Regions from separate parts of the Mus musculus genome. Here regions 2, 3 and 4 are each linked to region 1. Evidence: chromatin contacts called from public promoter capture Hi-C data. All regions are on one chromosome and are shown on one strand. The core of a region is the stretch at or near the end of the contact, and the rest is flanking DNA. Distances in the headings are between cores, read along the strand shown.

Region 1 (5,372 bases), core at 1,057-3,556:
TAGTAAAAATTCTTTCATTCAGATAGATGGATGGATAGACAGATATGAGAGAGAGAGAGAGAGAGAGAGAGAGAGAGAGAGAGAGAGAGAGAGAGAGAGAGAGAGATCTGAGAGCATGTGTCAGAAAACAAGTAAATTCATATCTGTTTCCAAGTAATGAAGCTGGCCCAAGGCTTGTATAGGTTTGCAGATTGATACAAGTTCCTCAGAGACAGAAATATGTTAGGCCTGAGTTCAATACTCAACACTACAGAAAACAATTAGGAATTAAATGTATCTTCTCAATATACTACATGGGCTTAAAAACTGAAAAGTGCAAAAAACCAAAAAAACAAAAAGCTGGGCGGTGGTGGCGCACGCCTTTAATCCCAGCACTTGGGAGGCAGAGGCAGGTGGATTTCTGAGTTTGAGGCCAGCCTGGTCTATAAAGTGAGTTTCAGGACAGCCAGGGCTACACAGAGAAACCCTGTCTCGAAAAACAAAAACAAAAAACAAAAACAAAAGCAAGAGGGAAGCAGGTCTTGGAAGTGAACATCCTGGTAGAAACTGAAGAAGTAGTAGGTGGTAAGAAATGGGAAAGGGACTCATGATATTTCATCATGAATAATAATAAGTTAATACACAGAGGGCTCTGTGTCAAACATTGTGCTAAGCGTCTAAGTGTCTGAACACATCATGTCATTAAGCTCGTGTAGAAGTTCAGTTCTTTTTCTTAGTGTTCTCATTCTCTCTCTCTCTCTCTCTCTCTCTCTCTCTCTGTCACACACACACACACACACACACACACACACACGTAACCTTAAGGAATCATCTAGTTGATACAAACCAAACTCTTGAGAAGGCAAAACACGGCCCACGAAAATGCACGAGGAGAGGGCCACGGCCTGCTGTGGAGAACCAAGGGGATGTAGAGAAAAGAGTGACGCCGGAACATTGAAAGGAGGGGGAGCTGTCACTTGACAGACACCCAATCCAGAGCACAGAACTTCTAGGCAGGAATGGGCCTGGAGAGTGTGCAATAGTAACCCACGAAGGACCTGACATGCCCAGGGTTTGGAGGCCTGAAGGTGTGACCTGGAAAGTCTCAGACTTTTCCTTCCTGCAAGCAGCAGCATCCTAGGTCCAGAAAACAGATCCTCCTGGCCCTGGCCTAGCCACCAAACTAGAACATCTTAGTTTACAGGAACCTAGTTAGGGACATGTACATGTGACAAAATCTGAGTCCTGAACAAGTTTCCCACTATTCACAAGGTCCCTAACCAAGTGTCATTCTCACCGCTGCTCATGACTTTACTTTTCTGAGACCCAAGGCCAGGAGATAACTTGGGAAGAAAATCCAACCTGGGCTCCACTAAAGAAAGGCTCACTCTCCTTACCTGGAAGAAATAAACTCGTGAAACCCACCCACTGGACTGTAACTGATTCTATACTGCACCCTCCTACCCAGACTGGTACTCTGCATCCGAGATCTGGAGGAGGTTGGACAAAATCATTCACTGTCCTTGGCCTCCCTCAAGATGCGTGGCCCATGACACTTTTGTGTATTTGAAATCTTAAAGTCGGAGCTGGAGAGATGGCTCAGCGGTTAAAAGGGCTTACTGTTCTTCCAGAGGTCCTGAGTTCAGTTCCCAGCAACCACATGGTGGCTCACAACCATCTGTAATGGGATCTGATGCCCTCTACTGGTGTGTCTAAGACAGTGACAGTGTATTTACATACATAAAATAAGTAAATCTTTTTTTTTTAAAGAGAGAAAGAGAGAAAAGAAGGAAGGAAGGAAGGAAGGAAGGAAGGAAGGAAGGAAGGAAGGAAAAGAAATCGTAAAGTCTTATGTTCAGGTGAGTGGGAGACCATGAGGGTGGGGGAGAAGGCAGGGGTGGGGTTCTAAGTCTGGAAACGCTGTCTTTTCAGGCTCAAGGCAGCCTGGGAATCCCTGGGGGTTTACTGAAGGGGTGACTTCAAAAGCAGTACAGAGCAGGGACTGGGGGTGTTTGGGGACCACAGATGGTTTTAGCAGCTGGGCATCCCCCAGGCCCTCCCAGGCTCACCTGCTATAGGCATTCCTCTCAGCCCAGAAAAGACACTTCTTTTCCCTCCGTTTGAAAAATGGTTTCAACCCCTTTGCAAGTTCTCCTAAAAGCCCAGAGACCTTGGGAAGGGCCTCCTTAGCTCCCACTGTAGCTGATCCAAACGCACACCCCTTTCCCAAAGCCTGTTCTTGGGCTGGGCTAGCAGGTTCAGACTAGTCTGGGGCGGGGACTTGGGAGTGCCTAGGAGTTGTGAGGGCGGGGACACAGATCCATCTTTTTAAAGTTTTGGACCTGGCCCCGAGGCGACGGTGGCCCTGGGCGGTCTTCGAATTGAACTTAACTTGGATCGCCTCCTGAGAGGCCAGAGGGAGCCATGGGCCGCTACCGCGTCCGTGTGGTCACTGGGGCCTGGCTCTTCTCCGGATCCCTCAACCTAGTGCGTTTGTGGCTGGTTGGGGAGCACCGGGAGGCGAAACTGGAGCTGCAACTGCGGCCAGCGCGGGGCAAGGTCAGTGAGCAAGAACTGGGGCCCTCTACTGTCCAAGCAGAGAGTAGGAGGATGGCAAGGGACAGGAGACTAGGGTCTGTGACAGTAAGACCGCGATGGAGATTTGTAGAGGTGGGACACCGGGAGTGATGTCAACTACGGGCCCCGGGTGGTCTCCTTTCCCACACCCCAGCCCAGGCAGCCCTCTGAGTCCTGCATTCTTAGCCCCAGAGCCGATTTAAATACAGGACTTGAGGTCAGTCGAAGCTCCTCCAAGTTCCGGTGTGGTGGGAGCTCAGTGAACGGGATGAGACAGGCGATGATCGTCATCATCTGCTCAAATCTCTGGTCAGCGCGCTGTAGACGCTGGTCTTCCCTCAGAAATGGGACATCTTAGACCCGCCAGACAGGTTAGGGGTGGAAGAGGGAAGGAGAGCAGGGGCGAGGTGTGTTCTTTGACGGCTGCGGTAAGCTGAGGCTCCACAAAGGGGAGGCTCGGCCACCGAAAGGCTTCTCCCAATCCCTTCTATTAAGTGTGGTCCCCGCAGGAGGAGGAGTTTGACTTCGACGTTCCCGAGGACTTGGGGCCACTGCAGTTTGTGAAACTGCACAAACAGCACACAGTTGTGGATGACGCCTGGTTCTGCAACCTCATCACAGTTCAGGGGCCGGGGACAAGTGCAGAGGCCGTGTTTCCCTGCTACCGCTGGGTGCAGGGAGAGGGAATCCTGAGCCTCCCGGAGGGGACAGGTGAGCGGGGCAGCATCCTACCCTGGGGGAGTGGACGAAGAGGGAAAGGGCAGTGCTGGCGGCGAGGGTGTGGAGGAATAGGGCTAAAGAGGAGGAGAGGGAAAGAACTTGGAGAAAGGGTGGGCAGAAACGGAACAGTGAGTTTCTAGGGCGCAAGTGAGGAAATGAGAAGTTATGAATTCCCCAAGTGTTTCCCAGGATAAGTGATGTTGCAAATGAATTAAAGAGGGAAGTAAGAGATCTGGAGACTCTGTTTTCCTAGATAGAAAGAAGGTCATGGAGCCGGGGACACAAATGGAGAAGTAAAGAAAACAGTAGTACTGTGATTCGGAACCCGTGGGGAGAGGGACAGGTGAGGGGCTCAGAGAACAAGAGCTGGTGGCCAATGAGCAACGGGGCCGCGAGGAAGGGCCGCTGGTCGGCTGATTTGATTGGATGGTGGGGACCACCTGGCAGGAGGAGGCATGCGAAAGAGCCCGTAAAACTTCACATTTTTACCATGGGAAACCAGAGAAAGAGAAGTGCAGAGGCAAGTGAAAGCCAGGGTGGTAAGGGCGGGAACACTTGGAGACAGGTGGATTTCACTGAGGCGGCACCCAGGACAAGTCAGTAGCTGTAGAGTGATCAGCTCCAGAGGCGAAGCCAGGAAATGAAAGTACCGCTGAACGTGAACAGATGAAATTTAAGGTGTGAGATTAGCCAAAGCAACAAGTAGCTATAGGTGTGGTGTTGGTGACACCACATTTCATCACCTTAATTAGCGTGATTCTCCCCTCACCCCACCCCCACTTTAGATATTGATGAAATAGATTAGGAGATTGTGAGCTTAAGAAACAGGAAAGCATGGAGGATATGGGATTCTGGTCTGGAAGAGAAAATTGTGGGCTGAAGGAAGTGAAATGTGAGCTCAAACCAGCAAGAACCCGATGAATGTGTTCAGGGATCAGTCAAGGCAACTCCGGAGATAAAGACAAAGGAGCCCAGCAGAAAACATAGACTCTGGCTACAAAGAGAGAGTAGGTGACAAGCAGAAGAGTGCTCAGAACCAGACAACATGTAGCTAATTGTAACTTTCCCCAGCCCGCCTGGCAGGAGACAATGCCTTAGATGTCTTCCAGAAGTATCGAGAAAAGGAACTGAAGGAAAGACAACAGACCTACTGGTAACCATTTTCCCTAGAGGCCTCCCAACTGCCCCCCCCACCCCTCCCTCTCCCTGCCCTGCACCCATCACTGATCTCAACACTCTCTCTGAAGTGTTGTCCCCAACTTGTAGCTGGGCCACCTGGAAAGAAGGCTTACCTCAGACAATAGCAGCGGACTGTAAGGATGACCTTCCTCCAAATATGAGATTCCATGAGGAGAAGAGACTGGACTTTGAATGGACGTTGAAGGCGGGGTAAGGAGAGGGTGGACGCTCATGGGATGGGGTCTGGGAGATCCACGAATGGAGGTGGACAGTGAGGAGCTGAGGGTCAGGTGATGGGCTCATGTCTTAACACCTATCCTAGGGTTCTGGAAATGGGCCTCAAACGTGTTTATACCCTCCTGAGAAGCTGGAACCATCTGGAAGACTTTGATCAGATCTTCTGGGGCCAGAAGAGTGCCTTGGCCGGTCAGTGGTTTCCCCATAACCCCCTAGTGGCCCCTTTTCATTACAATCCATGGTCCCCATGGGTCCTTGCCAAATTAAGATGTAATGTGCCTGATATTCTCACAGAGGCCTCAAAAATGACAAAAATAAACCTGGGCTGAGCGTAGGATAGTCTAAGTTCCTTAGGTTCAATGTGAAGAACAGAAACATCTAACCTGTGTCCCTTGTCCTTTCTGTGCTCCCCCACCCCACCCCAGAGAAGGTTCACCAGTGTTGGCAGGAAGATGAACTCTTTGGCTACCAGTTCCTCAATGGCGCCAACCCCATGCTTTTGAGACGCTCCACCTCTCTGCCCTCCAGACTGGTACTGCCCTCTGGGATGGAGGAGCTTCAAGCTCAGTTGGAGAAAGAACTCAAGGTACCTTCCTCCTGCTCTGTCCGGCATTGCTCTCTTGTTACTAGTGTGTAAGACCTCGTGAGGCTGAGACAGCGACCTCAAGTGATGAGGGAAA
Region 2 (5,372 bases), core at 919-3,418, 600 kb after region 1:
AGAGCTGAGCTCGCTTCTAGAACAATTCCATTTCCACTCATCCTCAGAGTCCTCCCCACATGACTTGATCTGCGGGTGCAGTGTAAGCACCCTCCATTCCTCTAACTGCAGCCTCCTGAGCCAGGGTTGTGGGAGCAGTAAAGCTTGTGTAGGCCCTGCCTTCACTCACTCACTTCCCCAGATCCCTCCTTGTGAGCAGCTGGTTTACTGGAGCAGATGCTCTGGCCCTGTCCACTTACCTTCCTTTTGGACCAAGGACAGAGCCTAGAAAACTGTGGTTGGAAGCTAGTGGCTGCTTCCCTGTGCTGCCCGGGTGGGATGGTCTATTGGAGCCCAGTTCTGGGGGTGAGGGAGAGTGACTCAGATAAGGGCCCTGGGGTTGGGTGGGGAGGTTCCTGCCGAGGCAGGTCCTGGCGGAAGGGTGTGTGAAGGCGCTGGTTGCTGCTGTAGGGAGAGAATACAAATGGGACAATAAAAGACTCCGAAACATGGTTTTAATTGTACAAAATTGTGTTTAGTGTGCATTCTGGTTCCTTGGAGATCTGTAGGGGTCTGTGGGGTTGGCCCTGGGCGTCCCTGCCAGTTAAAGGTGGGTTACTGGCATGGGGGCTCCAGCAAGGGAAGTATTATATGGAGTGGAAGAGTCTGGGGATAGGTAAGGGGAGAAAGAGGGTCTTAGCTCCCCCTGGAGCCTGGGATCACTCTGAGGGAAGGTGCATGGTAAGGGGGCCTCCGGTCTGCAGTGGGAAGAGCTGTAAAAAGAAACATGGGGTCTGGAGGTTAGTCTTCTTGAATCGATTGGGCAGTGTCCTCAACTCTTCGTGGGGGACTGGTCTGACCAGTTTGCAGCAGACAGGGTTAGAGCTTGCCATTCAGCCAGCCTTGCTGGGTACAGCAGGCATGGAATGGGACCCTAGGGTGACTTAAAGAACAAGGTAGTTCTGTTGGGGCATGCTCAGCAGGCGGCTTGCGTGCTGCACGGCTGTTTGCCTCCTGGGGCAGCAGGCCAGGAAGGAGCAACAGGATGGGCTTGGTCTCTCCTTGCCCCCAGGGCTGGGAGAGGAAGATGGGTCACACAAGGGCCAGCCACAAGGAGAAACTGCCATCCAAAAGGCAGAGGTAGGACACATTAGTTGAGATGGAACAGCCACTATCCTGAACTCTGGGCCCTCAGCCTGGTGTAGCTTCTGCTTGGGTGGATTTGGGTTTAACTTGGCACTCTGGCCTCTGTTCCCACCCAGCTCTCAAGGAAGGGGGTCGTGTGGGAAGCATGGAACAGACAGATGGACACAATTAGGCACTCACGTGTAACTGCCAGGCAGGTAGGCTGTCGAATAGTTGGGGGGCTGGTACCCAAAGCCTCTGCTCCCTTGGGTAGTTGTGTACCCTGGCCCCCAGTGTGAGCCACCACATGCCAGGCCACCTCCTTCTTGGCTAAAGGGGACAGACCCGGTGCTCGAGTTTTTGCTCTTACGCCGGGGTCGGTACTTGTAGTCGGGATAGTCGCGGAGGTGGCGGGCACGAAGACGCTTAGCCTCCTCCACGAAGGGTCGCTTCTCTTCATCGCCCAGCAGCTTCCACTGAGCGCCCAAGCGCTTGGAGATCTCAGAGTTGTGCATCTTGGGGTTCTGCTGCGCCATCTGGCGGCGCTGAACAGAGCTCCACACCATGAAGGCGTTCATGGGCCGCTTCACCTTCTCCAGCGGAAGTCCCCCAGACGCTCCAGGGCTCCCGCCGGCCTCCTGCTCCTGGGGTCCTAAAGGCAAAGAGGCCGTGGAAGCCCGAGGATGCAGGCTCCAAGTCTCTGCTTGTGAGGAGCTGGTCAGCGCCATGGGTTGGAGGTGAAGCCTCTTTGAGAGGGCGTCTTGAATGCCCTTCTCCCAGAGCGAAGACTGGACTAGGAATATTTGGGTACTTAAGTATCTTCCAGAGCGCTTGAATCCAAACTTTGCTCCCAGCGATCGATTGTCACCTCTGGGAAGCTGAATTTAGAATCCTTGTCTGGAGCCCTTTACCGGAGAGGTAGTGTTCTCTCAGGTCTACCAGTCGCTCTTTCTACCCTCTGCTTCAGCGAGACAGGGTTCTTCTGTTGAAACTGCAGTTTCAAGCGTGCAGCTCTTGGTCTCCACAAAGTCCCAACAGCTGCCAGGAGTGCACCCAGGTGCTACAGGCCTTTCCCACCTGTACTCAGCCTCTAAAAGGCTGACTCCTCCCCAGACCCCTCCCAGTGGCTGTGCGGTTCTCTCCACCCCTCTTCTTTCTGCAAACCCAGGCGTCTTGTTCTTCCCAGTCCTTACACCTCCCCCTAGGGCACCACACCCCCCTAACGTTCCACCGGAGGCCTGGACGGCAGGCCTAAAAATTGTCTCAATTCTCAAGCACCAGCAATTTAAAGTAACTTCCTTCCCAAGAAGGGGAACCAAAGGCTCCCAGGGTCGATCAAACCCGGAGAATTTAAGAAGCTCTCACTCCCTATCAAAGCCTTTTCCGGTGTCTGTTGCTCCTTAAACCCCTGATCTGCCCCAGGGGAAAGAAACTCAAGGCCATTTTTGTTTTCTTAGTCATTCCAGCAGGTGCTAGGCAGATGAAAACATTCAAAGCCACTTCCAGTCCTGAGGTTCCCCATTGCCACTGAGTATTGCAAGTTTCATCTTTAAGCCCAAACCATGGACATGCCTCTGGGCCTGCAGATACACTTTTTAAAAATCTTCCTATTTTTTAAAAGGTTATGGATGGGGTGGGGCACAAGTGTCACCACTTTGTATATAGAGGTCAGAGGATAACTTTCACAAGTCCGTTCTCTTTCCCAGGTCAAGGTGGAGAGGTGGTAGTGGCTATCTCCGTGACTGATCTCAGGGGGCACCTAACCTTCTGAGCTATGGTTTTTGTTTTTTTTTTTTTTTTGTTTTTTGAGACAGGGTTTCTCTGTGTAGCCCTGGCTGTCCTTGAACTCAGAAATCTACCTAAGTGCTGAGCTGTTTCTTTACCCCTTTGATCCCTTTTTTCTTTTTTTTTTAAAGTGTAATTATTTGAGACAGGGAGTGCAGCATATAGCCCTGATTGGCCTGAACTCCTTGCTCCTTGTGTAGACTAGGCTGGACTTGATCAAGATCCATCTACCTCTGCCTCCTGGGTACCGGAATTTTTTTTTTCTTTCTTTCTTTAGTCTAATAATCCTGTCTTGCCCTTGAACTCACTCGATCCACCTGCCTCTATCTCGGACTAGAGTTCTGGGATTAAAGGCGTGTGCCCAGTACTGCCCAGCAGTTACATAGTTAAGAATCCCGATTTCCTCCATTCTAAGGTTTCTGGGAGAAAGCATTCAGCACACCCTCCTGAGGATCACGTTCAGTTCACCACAGTGCAGTGCACTGTACCTAGCTCTGGCGCTTCCCAATTCCGATAGTCACTACTCTTTACCCTTGAGGCCCCTAAAAGCTGAGGTCAGTGACATGGATTCTAGAGCTAGAGTGACACCAGGCCAGAAATACAACCTGCCCTCCTGAGTTCTAGAGGCTATGGTGAGGAAACCCTATTTTCCTCTCTGCTGAAGGCCCAGCCTGTGCCCCAGGCCCCAGATAATCGGATTAAACAGCCTGCTCAGACTCTCAGCTTCTACCAGGAACAGCTCCAGCTTCACGGAGCCTGGCCTATCCTCCTGTGACTCAGGGCTCAGGAGTGGCCCAACTCTCAACAACCAAGGGAGGGAAGAAACAGCAAGGTCTGAAGCACGGTCCTCTGGCCACGGAGAATTAAGGATGCAGCCATTCCCAGAATATCATCTTCCTGACACAGAACGAGGAGCTGATAATAAAGGCTATAGAACGAGAGCCAGGGACCAATGCCGGTCAGCCCTAGAGATTTAAACAGCCCAGACTGGGGACAAAGGCAACATGGGAAACACAAGGCCATTTGGATTTTTTTATTCTCTTTTTAAATACTGTACAGTGAAAAATAAATACGCCTTCTCATCCACCAGACAAGGTTATTTCCTCCCAACTCCCCTGGGAGACCTTGTCACCCCCCTTCATACATACCCCTGGTTCTATTCCAAAACCTTCCCCATGCCTCCCACCCACGAATACCCTCACTATCCCCGTCTTCCACAGTGATGAGGCCCCAGAAATGGGGGGTACAGGATGGGAGGAGGGATAGCAGGGGAGCCCCCCTGAACTGTCAAATCTGGGTGGGTCAAGGAGCACCCCCACCAACAGGCGGAGAATGGGGGTGTTCAGAGGTCGGGGCATTAGAGGATAAAGGCACATCCAGTCTGAAAGGGAAGGGGAGGCTCCCTCACCCTGGGGGTAGGGTGGACAAGAGGGAGGGGTATGACCCTGTTACACACCCCTCCACTAGCTCCTGGAGGTTGGGGGGGACCCAAGCTGCTGTGCCACCCCCCTCCCCCGTAGATAAGAGCAGCTCCAGCGCAGGTCAGTTGGACCCATGAGGGCCATGGTGGTGGGCAGCAAGCGAGATGGAGAAAGGAGGGATGTGGACCGGAGGTTTTATGAAACTCCATTCACCAAACTACCCAACTCCAAGGGGGCAGAGAGCTCCCCATTCTCTGAGGGGCCCTTGGGAAGCTTGCTGACAGAGTCACCCTACAGAGGAAGCAGGAGGAAAACAAAAAGGAAGCAGCTGATGAGTACAGCAGATGCAGGCACGCCTTCCTTCTCACTACAGACACACGTGGAGGCCAGGTCCCTCACCCCCCTGTGCTCAATCACCACCAGCCCTGTCTTCTGTTTGTGCCGGCTCTGCTCTACCCTCAGCTTAGCCTGAACTCCATCACATACAGTCAATTCAACTTTCTTTGCAAAGTTTTCTGTGTCCCTGCCCCAAACAAACAAACAAACAACAACAACAAAGTGGGGTAGGCTGTATCTTGATTGCCTACCTTCTGTCCTGAAAGAGAATCCTCTGAGGGTTTCGTGCGTTCCAGGGGCCGCTGGCGGCTCTGAGACTCTGCCCGTGAGATATAGTCAGCCACAGTCACTAGGAAAGACACAGGATCAAGACTTTCAGGAACTTCGGGATTTCATGGTTCCCAATGAATCCAACCCTGGTTTCCCAGCCAATGAGACATTTCATCTTAGTTCCAGAAAGGCTCCAATTCTGTATGTCAGCTGACCTGGTTGGCGGTCTCCACTGATGGACCCATCAGTCCGGTTACCACGATTACGGCGGCGGCGGCTGCGATTTCGTCTCTGGGGTCTTGATTCATCTTCTGTGGAGTAAAGAAGAGTCATTCACCCACCCTCTCATACTTCATTTTTTTTTTTTTTTTGGTTTTTCCAGACAGGGTTTCTCTGTATAGCCCTGGCTGTCCTGGAACTTGCTCTGTAGACCAGGCTGGCCTCGAACTCAAAAAT
Region 3 (5,372 bases), core at 1,499-3,998, 590 kb before region 1:
AATTTTAATTTTAATGAAGTAAAATCAGGACAAATGCTTCTAAAATGTAGTTTAGCTTAAACTGAAATCTGAGAGTTTTTATACTTGTCTTTGAATTCTCAATGGAAAATAACTTAATTGGCATCCATCAAAGTGCTCCATTAAAACTAAAACCTTCAAAAATTATGAAATAAGAAAAAAAGGTTACATCTTGTCTTGCCAATTATACACAAAGCTCCTTTTTTTTTTTTTTTTTTTTTGATTTTTCAAGACAGGGTTTCTCTGTAGAGCCCTGGCTGTCCTGGAACTCACTTTGTAGACCAGGCTGGCCTCGAACTCAGAAATCCACCTGCCTCTGCCTCCCAAGTGCTGGGATTAAAGGCATGCGCCACCACTGCCCAACAAATCTACTCTTAATATGCCTTAATATCCTCATGAAAAAAACAAAGAAAATATGTCAAAAAGAAAAAAGATTCGGCACTGCTTCTGAAATGACGGGAAAGCGGACGAAGCAGTTATGTTTTACTGTTGGTCTGGTGCAAAGGAATTTTCCAATAATTTTGTTTTTTAACTCAGCAGGTCTAAAAAATTCAAGTGCGCTTCTAATTAAAGTTGTCAATATGAACTCAACTAAAGAGAACAATTAATTCCGCAAGATGAACTTGTAAGCAGACATTGGCACAAAGAACTCAAACATACCAAATTCTCTCCCCTTTCATGAACTGATAGATACCTTTGTCCATTTACATTAACGTATACTTAAAAATTTTACTTAATCTCATTCCATAGTCTTAAATTTTGAAAAATAGGAAGTAAACCTGCACTGAGAATAGCAAGAACATGAGATTCCTCAAAGCTAATGTTTTCCTCGCTTCTGCGAAGTGCTTAGTCACTTCTGCCTATTTGCAGGGAAGACCATTTCATATATTGAAAGAGGCAGGAAATTAAGAGTCCAGACTCATGTCACCTGAGTTGTCCATGGAAAGCAAAGGAAGGCAGCAGCCAGTTAAGCATACCTACCAGAAGTCAGAGCTTTCTCTGTATTCTGCCTCTGTCTGCAGTAACAAGGAGGGTTTGTAAAGTTTTCCTCCCTGACACCAAATACAAAAGGTGAGAGTTAAAAGAAGGTCCAAAAAACATCCCTGTTTCCTGACAGCCCACCAGAAACACCTCCCTTCTCTTTATTGGAATAGAAACATCGAGCAAGTTAAAGTCTAGGCTGGACATTACCCCTTAGGCAACTAACAAAACCCAAAACTAGAGGCTAACAATCTTTAGAGAACACTTCCCAGAGAGCAGCAAGAGTCTCAAAATCTGATAACATTGTTTCCAGTTCCCCTACCGCAAGAACAAACAGAGGTTTTCACAAAAGATCATTTCAAGAGACTACTCTTGGAAAAGGCCAAGAACCTCCTGAGCCAACCACCACATCCCAACATTCTACTTACAGGTAAAGATGCTAAGCACAAAAGCCAATTAGAAAAGTACACCTGAAAGAACTTTCCCAACTAGATACAGTAAGATCTTGCCAAGGACGGAGCACATTCTTTCCAAACATAACTCCCGGTTGACGACAACAACACCTGAAACAATGTGGTCAAAACTCTGGGGCAGAGCTCAGTCGGTTTAAAGGTCATAAAGGGTTCTAATAACCATCATGGCTTATTTAGAACAAGGCCCTTTTTTTCTTCCAATATGAGCATTATTAAGACAGTCTGTCCTGCACGTCTAAGTCTTGGCTACTCAGGAAACTGAGGCAGGATAGCTCAGGAGTTTCAGGTCATCATGGTCCACAAAGTGAGACCCCATCGCTTGAACGGTAGAGACGGAATGGAGAAGACGATTGACTCCTCGATTTCGGCCCACTCGAGCACCTTTTCATCCCTAACACTCTCGAAATAATACTAAACTATCCTTTTACAGATGAACGTTGCCATCTTTATCGCCTGGCCCAAGACTTGCCCATCTTTCTCGATAAAGAGACATGAATCAAGCGCTCTTCGTTCGTCAGAAACTGAGGCCCTAAGAGACTAAGATATGAGCCCGGCCTTACCATGAAGCAACACAACCACTCAAAAGAATGCTACCCAATGCTTAGGATCACAGTTACTTTTACAAGTCCGGTGCAAAGAGCGCTGGAGCGTGGCCTGAGGAGGCGGGAGCGGAGGTGGGGCGAGAGGGCACACGGCCACTACCAAGGCGAGGGCTCGCGTTTTCTTTAAGGAATATAGCACATGCTCTCCATTTCCATCCTCCCCACCCGAGGAACCCACGTGCTGATCCCACCGCACCTTCCTCTCCGCCGGCTCCCTCCCTGCAGCCTCCCCACGCCCTTCCCCGCGGCCGCCCGCGCGCGCCTCCCTCTCCCTCCCCAGCCCGGCTGCCCCAGCACGCGTCGCCCGCGCGCCCCCGCCTCCAGTCCGTGGGTCACCCCCGGGCCCGCGCGCGTGCCCTTCCTGCCCCCAAGGGCCCCCACGACGCTGCGCCGGGCAGGCCGCGCCCGCCATGGTGGGCGCCTCACCGTCAGGCTGGGGAGCCGGGCCCGGCTGCGCCATGGCCAGTGGGCGGCCTCGGAGAACGGGGATGGGCGGGGAAGCGGCGTCCCGGGATGCCGCGGGCTCAGCTGGCGGAGGAGGCGTCGACCGAGCCGCGGCCACCGCCGCCCAGGGAGGAACCGCTAAGGCTGGAGCCGCCGGCGCCGCCACAGCCTCGGGCAGAGACGGACCGGAGCGCCGACCTCCGCCTCCTCATCCTGACAGCGGGAAATAAGCAGTGCGCAGGCGCGGGGGGATGGGACGGCACGTGACGCTGGCCTAAGGGAGGGGCGGGGCCTCAGGAGGGAGGGAGACCAGGGAGGAGGGGTCCGGGGCCTGGGAGCCAGAGGGAGGCTGATGAGAGAGCTATGGGTGTTGGAGACTGGCGGCTGCAAAGACGAAGACTGTGCAAGCTCTTGGCTCCCAGGACACAGACAAAAATATCAAGCTGAGTGAGGAGACCCTGGGTGCACGCGAACCCAGCCGCTACTTTGCCTAGTTGTGTGTCCTTGAGAAAGTCCCTTAACCTCATAACCTTGAAAAGTAGAGCGGCTAAGAAAAGTTTAAATGAGGATATAAAGTAGGAAGAATTGTTATGGCCAGAACTTGGTCTGGTCCCCAGATGTGCAAGCCAATGCACTTTTTCCATTAAGCGACTATGTTTGACTTTAACGTGATCAGCCCAGAGAAGCTGTTGGAGATACAGCCAGACGCAGTGCTTGCATTCTTGACAGGAGAAAGTGCCACCCTTCTGCCTGGGCAAGAGAGCCATACGGAGACTCCAGACTTTCCTTTCCAGCCTCATTCAGACCTTGCTGCCTTCCTAGGGCAAGGGGTCTACACAGTCTGGCACTTCAGGACCAAGTCCACCTGCCTTCCTATGAGCCCAGAATTCCCTCCCTGGGTAGCTGAAGCTGTAGTCTCTCATTTTTCTATAAGACAGGGTGTAAACGTTTCTCAACGTGCCAGAGGGCAGCTGCATTTGGAGGAGGTGGCACAGCACTTACACATTTGAGCTGCTCTGTGTGTTCACAGATCCTTCGTGGTGCAAGACAGGTGAGGAAAGAAGGAAGACAAGCAACAGACCAGGAGCCCAGCCAGGGCTTACGCTCCTCTCACCAGCTTATTCAAGTGCACATACCCCCAAAGGCCAGGGATCTATGCTAGTCTTTTTTTCTCCCTCCTGCAGTCCTGGGGATTTAACCTTAAGCATAGTAGGCAAGCACTCCACTACTCAGCTATAGCAATAGTTCTTGTTCTGTTTTTTTAATTTTGAAACACCCTCTCCCTAAATGGCCCAGGTTAGCCTTGAGTCTGCAATCCTGCTTCATCCTCCTGAGAAGCTGAGATTTCAGGGTTGGACCACTACTAGGTCCTACTTTTTCTTTTTCTTTCTTTCTTTCTTTCTTTCTTTCTTTCTTTTTCTTCTTCATTTATTCTGATTCTAAAAGTTCTAAGCTCAAGTCTGCTCCAGAGTCACTGCAGATGCCTACATTCAAACCATAATAGTCATTAATGGTTTGACTTTAGTCAAAGTAGAAGACTAGGCTCTAGTAAGGTTCACAGTTCTTTGGAATGGTTTATAATTTTAAATAGGTAGTCATCTGTTTGTACTTTTGCCTGAGGTCCCACTAAGATGAAGGGGGGTTATATTTAGACTTTTAAGCAATTAACATCTCCTGGTATGCCTTTGACAGAACAAATGAAGCCTGTTTCCACCCTCCCCCTGGTTTCTAACCTTCCTGAGTGAGCAAATCCTCGCTCAGCAGGGAGACCTTTGGCCCCAGTAGGGCCACTCAGTAATCATCTGTCCTGTTGCAATGACTGAATAGGAAGCAGGAGCCATAAAGATAGCAGATGGCGATGTCCTCCACAGATGGGACTCCTTCCACTGACTGTATACCGTACTTATTGCCATTGGTAATCAGGATTGCAACCCGGTCCTCAAGACCAAGGTCACTCAGAAATGATCACACATCTGGTAGGGACTCTCAGAGGCCCCTATGTCAAAAGTTGGAAAGGCCATTTTGAAATAAGCAAAGAGTACCAGAATTATATACATTTTCATATTCATTTAATTTTTTTTTTTAAGACAGGTTCTCATGTAGCCCAAGCTAACTTTGAATTCCTGATTCTCCTACCTCCCAAATGCTAGGATTACAAATCCAGAACTTTGTGCCTTCTAGGCAAGTGCTCTACCAACTGAGCTATACCCCAGTCCCATTTCATATTTTTTATGTAAACCCTAAGACCCAACAACCAGATGCCATTCCTAGATATGTACTAGAGAAAACTAACGTATGCTCAAAGCCTTCATTAGCTACAGAAGTTGTAATTCTCATTCTGAAGGAAATCAAGAAATAAAACATGAAATAATTACTTGTCAATTAGATTGTATGTGAAAGATAAGACATACACAAGAATATTTACAGCAGTATATTTCATTATACAGCAAATAAATGGCCCACATATTCATCAACAGAGATGATTTTGTTTTGTCTTGTTTGGTTTTAGTTTTGAGACAGCAAAACTGTAGCCCAGGCTGGCCCCAAACTCTCACCCTCCTGAGTATGGTGAGTACAGGTATACACGACTACATCTGACATTTAAATTTGTGTGATGTGTGATATATTTGTGTATATTTGTTCACACGTTTTCGGATACATGTGTGTACTTGTGAAGGTCAGAAGTCTACCTCAAGTACCTTTCTCAGTTTCTCTCCACCTAATTTGTAATAGGGTATCTCTTATTCTATGACAATATCATAGCTGTAAACAATGTATCTTGGTCATATACACCCCACCTCCCCCTTTCCACTCAACCCAGGCACTCCTTTAGGGCTCCCTCCCCACTTTATAT
Region 4 (5,372 bases), core at 802-3,301, 530 kb before region 1:
ATGATTATGATGATGTTGAGATTCCAGCAACCACCGAAACCCAGCACTCTAAAACCACACCTTTTTGGCAAGCTGAAGTGGGTTTACACAGCTCGTTTTAGAATACTCTAGAATAGCCGGATTATAACACAAGCACTTCCTAATCCCCAGAGGAAGCCACCTCAGCCATGTGAAAGCTACAGCAGAAGACAGGACAGCTTGATGTTCCCGAGGCTCCAGATGTTTCTGTTGCTCCAGATGTTTCTGCTGCTCCAGATGTTTCTGTTGCTCCAAATATTTCTGCTGCTCCAGATGTTTCTGTTGCTCCAGATGTTTCTGTTGCTCCAGATGCTCCTGTTGCTCCAGATGCTCCTGATGTTTCTGACACTGCAGAAGCTCTACCCCAAGATTCTGAGGATGTGGCCTTGGCACCTTTGTGGAGGAAGTTTCCTTAGTGCAGACCACTGGGCCTGTGAGAACTGACTCATTTCTCAACATTTTCTTTCGTTCCCTGGGTGAATGTAGCTGTAAGGCAGTGACTCTCAACCTTCCTAATGCAGGGATCCTTCAATACAATTCCTTATTTGTGGTGATCCTCAACCATAAAATTATTTTGTTGCTACTTCATACTTGTAATTTTGCTACTGTTACGAATTGTAATGTAAATATCTGATATTCAGGGTATCTGATATTTGACCCCTAAGGGGGTTGAGACCCCTAAGCTGAGAGACTGCTAGGGATCATAGTCTTGGTGTTTGATTGTGTGGAGCCTCCCAGCTCTCAATCCCTATGTAGGCCACACCTTAAGGATGCCTGTCTCCCTTCTCTCAGGCCCCACCCACCCCTGAACCTCCTAGAAGCCATGACTTGTCTTTATAGCTGAGGGCTCTTGTGATGCGCAGACACTTTGAGTCTGTAAGGTGAGAAAGTGACGCTGCCCCACCCACTCACACCTCAACCCCCAGGATATTTATAGAATGTGGACCAAACCCATCAAAGAGTCAAGTTCTGACACAAGTTTATTTCCTGTGTTTTCAGACACCATTTCTAATGATCAACAGAGGACTCAAGTGGCCTTCTGACTTCTGCCCCCAGCTAGCTTTTCTTTGGCAGTGGGTATGTTGGCTGTGCCAGGAAGAGTAGATTGCCCCAGGAAGTGTCCAGCCAGCACCCTCCAGCAGGGTACTCAAGACGAGAGTTCAGAGCTTAATGCCCCTTCTGTAGCTTTCACTATCACATCTTTAGTGGTCATTCCTTACTTTTCCATCCTATCTTTCCTGGGGTGCTGTTGTTTCCTCTTTCCCTCTCAGCATTGCTGAGTGATGTTGCCAATACCACAGGGCTCAGCATCCCCTTTACCCTAGCAACTTCCCAACCACAGGCTCCAGTTCAACCCCTCTTTTCCAGTTCCAGGTTGCAGAGCCCGCAGGACACCTCCATCTGATTATCCCACGGGATCCTCAAATTCAACATATTCCATGGATAACTGATGACACATCCCCACCCCTGACTTCTCGTGCTAGATTACTTCCTCCCTTGCTAAGGGCAGAAGTTAGGTCCTTTCTTGCATCCTTTATTGCCAGTGTCCCCACCTCCTGTTGACTGTGCCTCAGTCAGATCAGCTCTGTCTCCATCACTCTGAGGTCAGTCAGCCCATGGCCAGCACTTCCCAAAGAGAACTTTAAGAACCTCTAACCAGTGTCCTGCCTCTGGTATTTCAGACTCCAAAACACTGATTGGCAGCTGGTGATTTTTGAAAGTGAGCAACCGAATACTTCTTCCCATTGCTAAAAGCTCATCTTTACCTATTAGCCTCAGACAGAGGCCAAACTCTTAAATATGGCTTACAAGATTTGTCAGGATTTTATTACTGGCTAACTTTTCACACACTACCTCCTCCTGGCAACCTCCATGTTCCCCAGTGTTTTTCCTCTACTTGTAAGTACCTTTGCTGTGGTCTCTCTTGTCCCTGCTATACGCAATATTCCTCCCCTCCTTTGCATCTTAGGCACTGTGCTTTCCTCACCGGCCCGATGTGGTGGTGGCCTTTGTAGGTGCTTCCCCTTCATAACTCTTATATCCGGAACGATCTGCTCATGTGACTTTCATTTCCAGTTGAACAAAGGCAACACCAGTGCAGAGACAGGCCTTCTCTTCTTCCTTGTTTTCCCTGTTCCTAGCATGCTGAGGATGGTCAGTAAGTATGCTCAATGATCGAATGAATGAATGGATGAATGAATGAATGAATTCCAGGCCCTAAACTTTCTGTTCTCCCTATACTGGGAGGCCCATGTGTTGATATGTGTTGTCCAGCTAGTGGTTCTATTTTGGGAGGGCCTAGAAACATTAAAAGGTGAGGTCTAACAGGAGGAAGTCGGTAGCCAGGGTGTGTCAAGGGCTGTGTCCTGCCCTGGGGGTTCTCTTGTCTGTTTCTCTCTTTCCTTCTGCTTCCTAGCTACCCTGTGCTGAAGAAACTTCTCCTATGCACTCAGACGGCCTCCGTGTTCTGCCTCACAACGGGCCCAGAAACACAAGCCAGGTAGCCATGAACTGAACTCACTGGAACCACAAGCTGAGATAGACCCTTTCTCAAGCTGTTCTCTCAAATGAGTCCGGGTTGCAGCCATGTGAATATGAGGCTCCTTAAGGGAGAGCTTCTATTTTCCCAGTGTCCATAATAAGCCCCCGCACACAGAAGGCACTTAATAAATATATTTTTGAATGCCAAACACACAGGGAAATATAACAACCAGTTTATTTGCCAGCAAAAAAGTAGAATAAAAGTTTTTGGACATTTATAAATTTGTTGTGAGTTGAGCTAGGCTCATGTACTAAGACTGTGCTTTCTACTGCCAATCTGTGTGACAACATTAACCATATCAAGACGTCATAGGACCTTAGTGTATATTCTAGTCACACAGCAGAGCCCAAGCCAAGTGACCAGCTACATAGTCACTGATTTAAAAGAGTCCAGAAATAAGAAGGTAGGGCCCATCCTGAGCTCACTCCCTGGATAACTATGGTAACCACAATAGTGCTGACATATCATTTTGAAACAGATCATGGATGGCTGCCTCAACAGTTTTGAAAACTCATGCCTCAAATCACAGAACCATAGTTTTCTCCTTTTTAAAAATTATATCTATTTTGTATGTATGGATGTTTTGCCTGCATGCATACCATATGTGTGCAGTGTCTTCAGAAGACAGCGTTAGGTCCCCTGGGACTGGAGCTACAGACAGCTGTGGACCTCCATGTGGCTGGTGGGGATTGAACTCGGAACCTCTGGAAGTCAGTGCTCATAACTGCTGAGTCATCTCTCCAGTACCTCCATGGTGCGCCCTTGGTAATAGTTGCAGTCTGGTCTTCTTTATGAAACAAACAAAATTAAGGGACTGGGGAGATGGCTCCATGGTTAAGAGTTCTTCCTATTCTTCTATAGCTCTTTGGCTTTGTAGGATATACTGGTCTTTCAGGCAGCTACTGGTGTCTGTACAATTCTGGAGTCTTGGGAAGGCCTCTCTCTCTACATGGCTGTGTTGGGCTGTACCTTAGACAGGACACTCTGATATCCATTCCCTGATGCAGCTCCTCTGCCTGGCCTTGAGGATATCTCTGGGGCATCATTGGAAACTGAGGTGGAAGGACTCTTGCCCACAGACACTACACTTCCCATTCATGGGGAATGACACTTTGCAGGCATCCGTGGTGTACCATTTGGTGGCCAGAGCTGTGCCTTGGACCACAGCTTAAACCTCTGCTTGGGTGGCTACAGAGCCCTGAATCATAATACAGGAAACAGAGCTCAGAAACCATTTAACCCCCCAGGGCTTAACCACTCTGGTCTGGGAAGGGTCCCAAGATCTTCAAGATTTCTTCTGTGTTGTATCCCCGTGTCCTAAGCAAGTAGCCGAGTGAACCTCCTATCAGCAGTCCCCTGGCTGGCTCTTCGATGTTTTCTGAACTTGCTTTTTCTTTCTTTACAATATGGATAGACTGAGAATGTTCCGGGCTTTTAAATTCTGCTTCTGTTTTTCTGTTTTTGTTTGTTTGTTTGTTTGTTTTACATTTTCTACAAGCAGTCAAGATAGAGTGCCAAACACACAGGACTTTCCTCTCCATCCGCCAACTGGCCTCATCAATGCTCAGAACCTCCGAAAATGCCAAGACACGAATGGGCTTTATAACGGGCTCGCCCTTCCTCTGCTTTCCAGGCTCCTTGTTTCCCATTTCCAGCTGAGAAGCCACCAGAATACCCTTTGATGTTCCTCTTTCCGCTGCTGTCCTGTCCATTGCCTCTCACGTGGTGTGTGAGATTTCTCCGTAACTCGTCTCTTCTGAGCCCATACAGGGAACTTCCCTTTAGGGTCTGTGAACAGTAATTCAGTTTTTGTCCAACATGTATTTCAAAACACTTCCACATTCTTTGGTAAGCACAGCTCATCATTTCTCGGCACCATATTTTGTCTGAGTCTCTGGGCAGCCGTAAGAAGGTGACTTATGTGTGTGTTACTCAGGTTTCTATCACTGTAACAAAATACCTGAGCTAAACACTTGTCAAGATAAAAAGTTTATTTTGGTTCTCGGTCATTGGAGGTTCCGGTTCATGACTGGTTTGACCCAGTTGCTTTAGACCTGAAGGAAAGTGAGCGTACATCATAGCGGGAGGGGGGAAGGCTGAAGCAAAGTCATGCACTAAATGGCCAAGAGGTGAAGAAAAAAACAAAGGAGTCAGAGGCTCCCTAATCCATTTGATGACACCCTCCCCAGAATAACCTAAGGAGTTCTCACTTGGCTGCACCACTTAAAGACTACATCCCCTCCCAAAAGCACCATCCTGGGGAGCAAGCCTGTAATACATACGTAGACCTTTGGGGTACACTCAAAATATAGCCCCAGTTACTTTAGGAACAACAGAAATCTATTGTTCAACATCACAGAAGTCAGGGAATCCAAGAGCAAGGTGTGTCAGACTCAGTGTCTGGTGAGAGTACTCACTCTGCTTCAAAGATGCTGCCTGTCTGCCTTGCCCTCACATGCTGGGTGTGGAAGGCAGCTTTCCAGGGCTTCTATTATAAGGGCATTAATCCCATTCGTAAGAGCATAGGTTCTATGCCTTAACATTGCCATTTGGGGGATGATATTTCAACACATGTAATCTTGGGCATACAAACTGTGAGTTAGTAGAACCACTGAACTAGACCACCCCATGAATAGGAAAGTTTATTTTGGAAACCAAACTGCAAGGTTAGAGAACATCCTCCAGTGAGAAAAGCCTTGTCAGTCTTAAGGGGACAGGGACCCCGGGAGGAGAGTTGCAGGCTTCAGAAGAGCTTGGAATCTAACATGGGGGCTTTATGTATAGAGGCTGTCCCAGAATGAGATGGCCTTGC

Evidence for each region. Promoter capture Hi-C pulls out the DNA fragments that hold promoters and counts their contacts. Capture Hi-C pulls out chosen DNA fragments and counts their contacts.
Region 2: a contact with region 1 is called in a promoter capture Hi-C map of liver, with 2.9 times the contacts expected there. The contact joins the promoter of Sox15 here to the promoter of Alox12 in region 1. A contact is called at or near these places in 1 of 39 promoter capture datasets (neutrophils) and 1 of 9 other capture datasets (liver).
Region 3: a promoter capture Hi-C map of liver shows a contact between it and region 1, with 2.6 times the contacts expected there. The contact joins the promoter of Rabep1 here to the promoter of Alox12 in region 1. A contact is called at or near these places in 5 of 39 promoter capture datasets (embryonic stem cells, hippocampal neurons, liver and 1 more), 2 of 115 datasets of contacts at active chromatin or transcription factors (bone marrow-derived macrophages and pancreatic cancer cells) and 1 of 9 other capture datasets (liver).
Region 4: a promoter capture Hi-C map of hematopoietic stem and progenitor cells shows a contact between it and region 1, with 3 times the contacts expected there. The contact joins the enhancer-like site here to the promoter of Alox12 in region 1. A contact is called at or near these places in 7 of 39 promoter capture datasets (cranial neural crest, frontonasal cranial neural crest, hematopoietic stem and progenitor cells and 3 more), 1 of 15 datasets of contacts at CTCF or cohesin (large pre-B cells) and 1 of 115 datasets of contacts at active chromatin or transcription factors (T-cell acute lymphoblastic leukemia).

What each region holds. Positions count from the first base shown.
Region 1 is chr11:70,252,304-70,257,675 of GRCm38.p6, reverse strand. It overlaps Alox12 (arachidonate 12-lipoxygenase), which reads left to right and starts at 2,306. Exons shown (of 14, transcript NM_007440.5): 1 at 2,306-2,538; 2 at 3,066-3,267; 3 at 4,348-4,429; 4 at 4,543-4,665; 5 at 4,778-4,881; 6 at 5,118-5,278. The coding sequence starts at 2,404. All of the region lies in intron 2 of Gm40191 (a long non-coding RNA gene), which reads right to left.
Region 2 is chr11:69,651,833-69,657,204 of GRCm38.p6, reverse strand. Sox15 (SRY (sex determining region Y)-box 15) reads right to left here and starts at 2,168. Exons shown (of 2, transcript NM_009235.2): 1 at 1,306-2,168; 2 at 478-752. The coding sequence starts at 1,832. The coding sequence ends at 584. Fxr2 (fragile X mental retardation, autosomal homolog 2) reads right to left here. Exons shown (of 17, transcript NM_011814.2): 15 at 5,132-5,227; 16 at 4,898-4,995; 17 at 3,908-4,601. The coding sequence ends at 4,506. Mpdu1 (mannose-P-dolichol utilization defect 1) reads left to right here. Exons shown (of 7, transcript NM_011900.4): 7 at 1-508. The coding sequence ends at 2.
Region 3 is chr11:70,842,137-70,847,508 of GRCm38.p6, reverse strand. Rabep1 (rabaptin, RAB GTPase binding effector protein 1) reads right to left here and starts at 2,748. Exons shown (of 18, transcript NM_019400.3): 1 at 2,501-2,748. The coding sequence starts at 2,534.
Region 4 is chr11:70,786,165-70,791,536 of GRCm38.p6, reverse strand. It overlaps Scimp (SLP adaptor and CSK interacting membrane protein), which reads left to right. Exons shown (of 5, transcript NM_001045526.2): 5 at 1-605. The coding sequence ends at 101. Among named protein-coding and RNA genes, the nearest start is that of Scimp, 24 kb to the left of the region's middle. Within about 2 kb of position 2,051, at least 82 of the 459 cell types and tissues checked have an H3K27ac peak or open chromatin away from gene starts, as enhancers often do. A contact at or near this core is called in hematopoietic stem and progenitor cells, where this site is marked.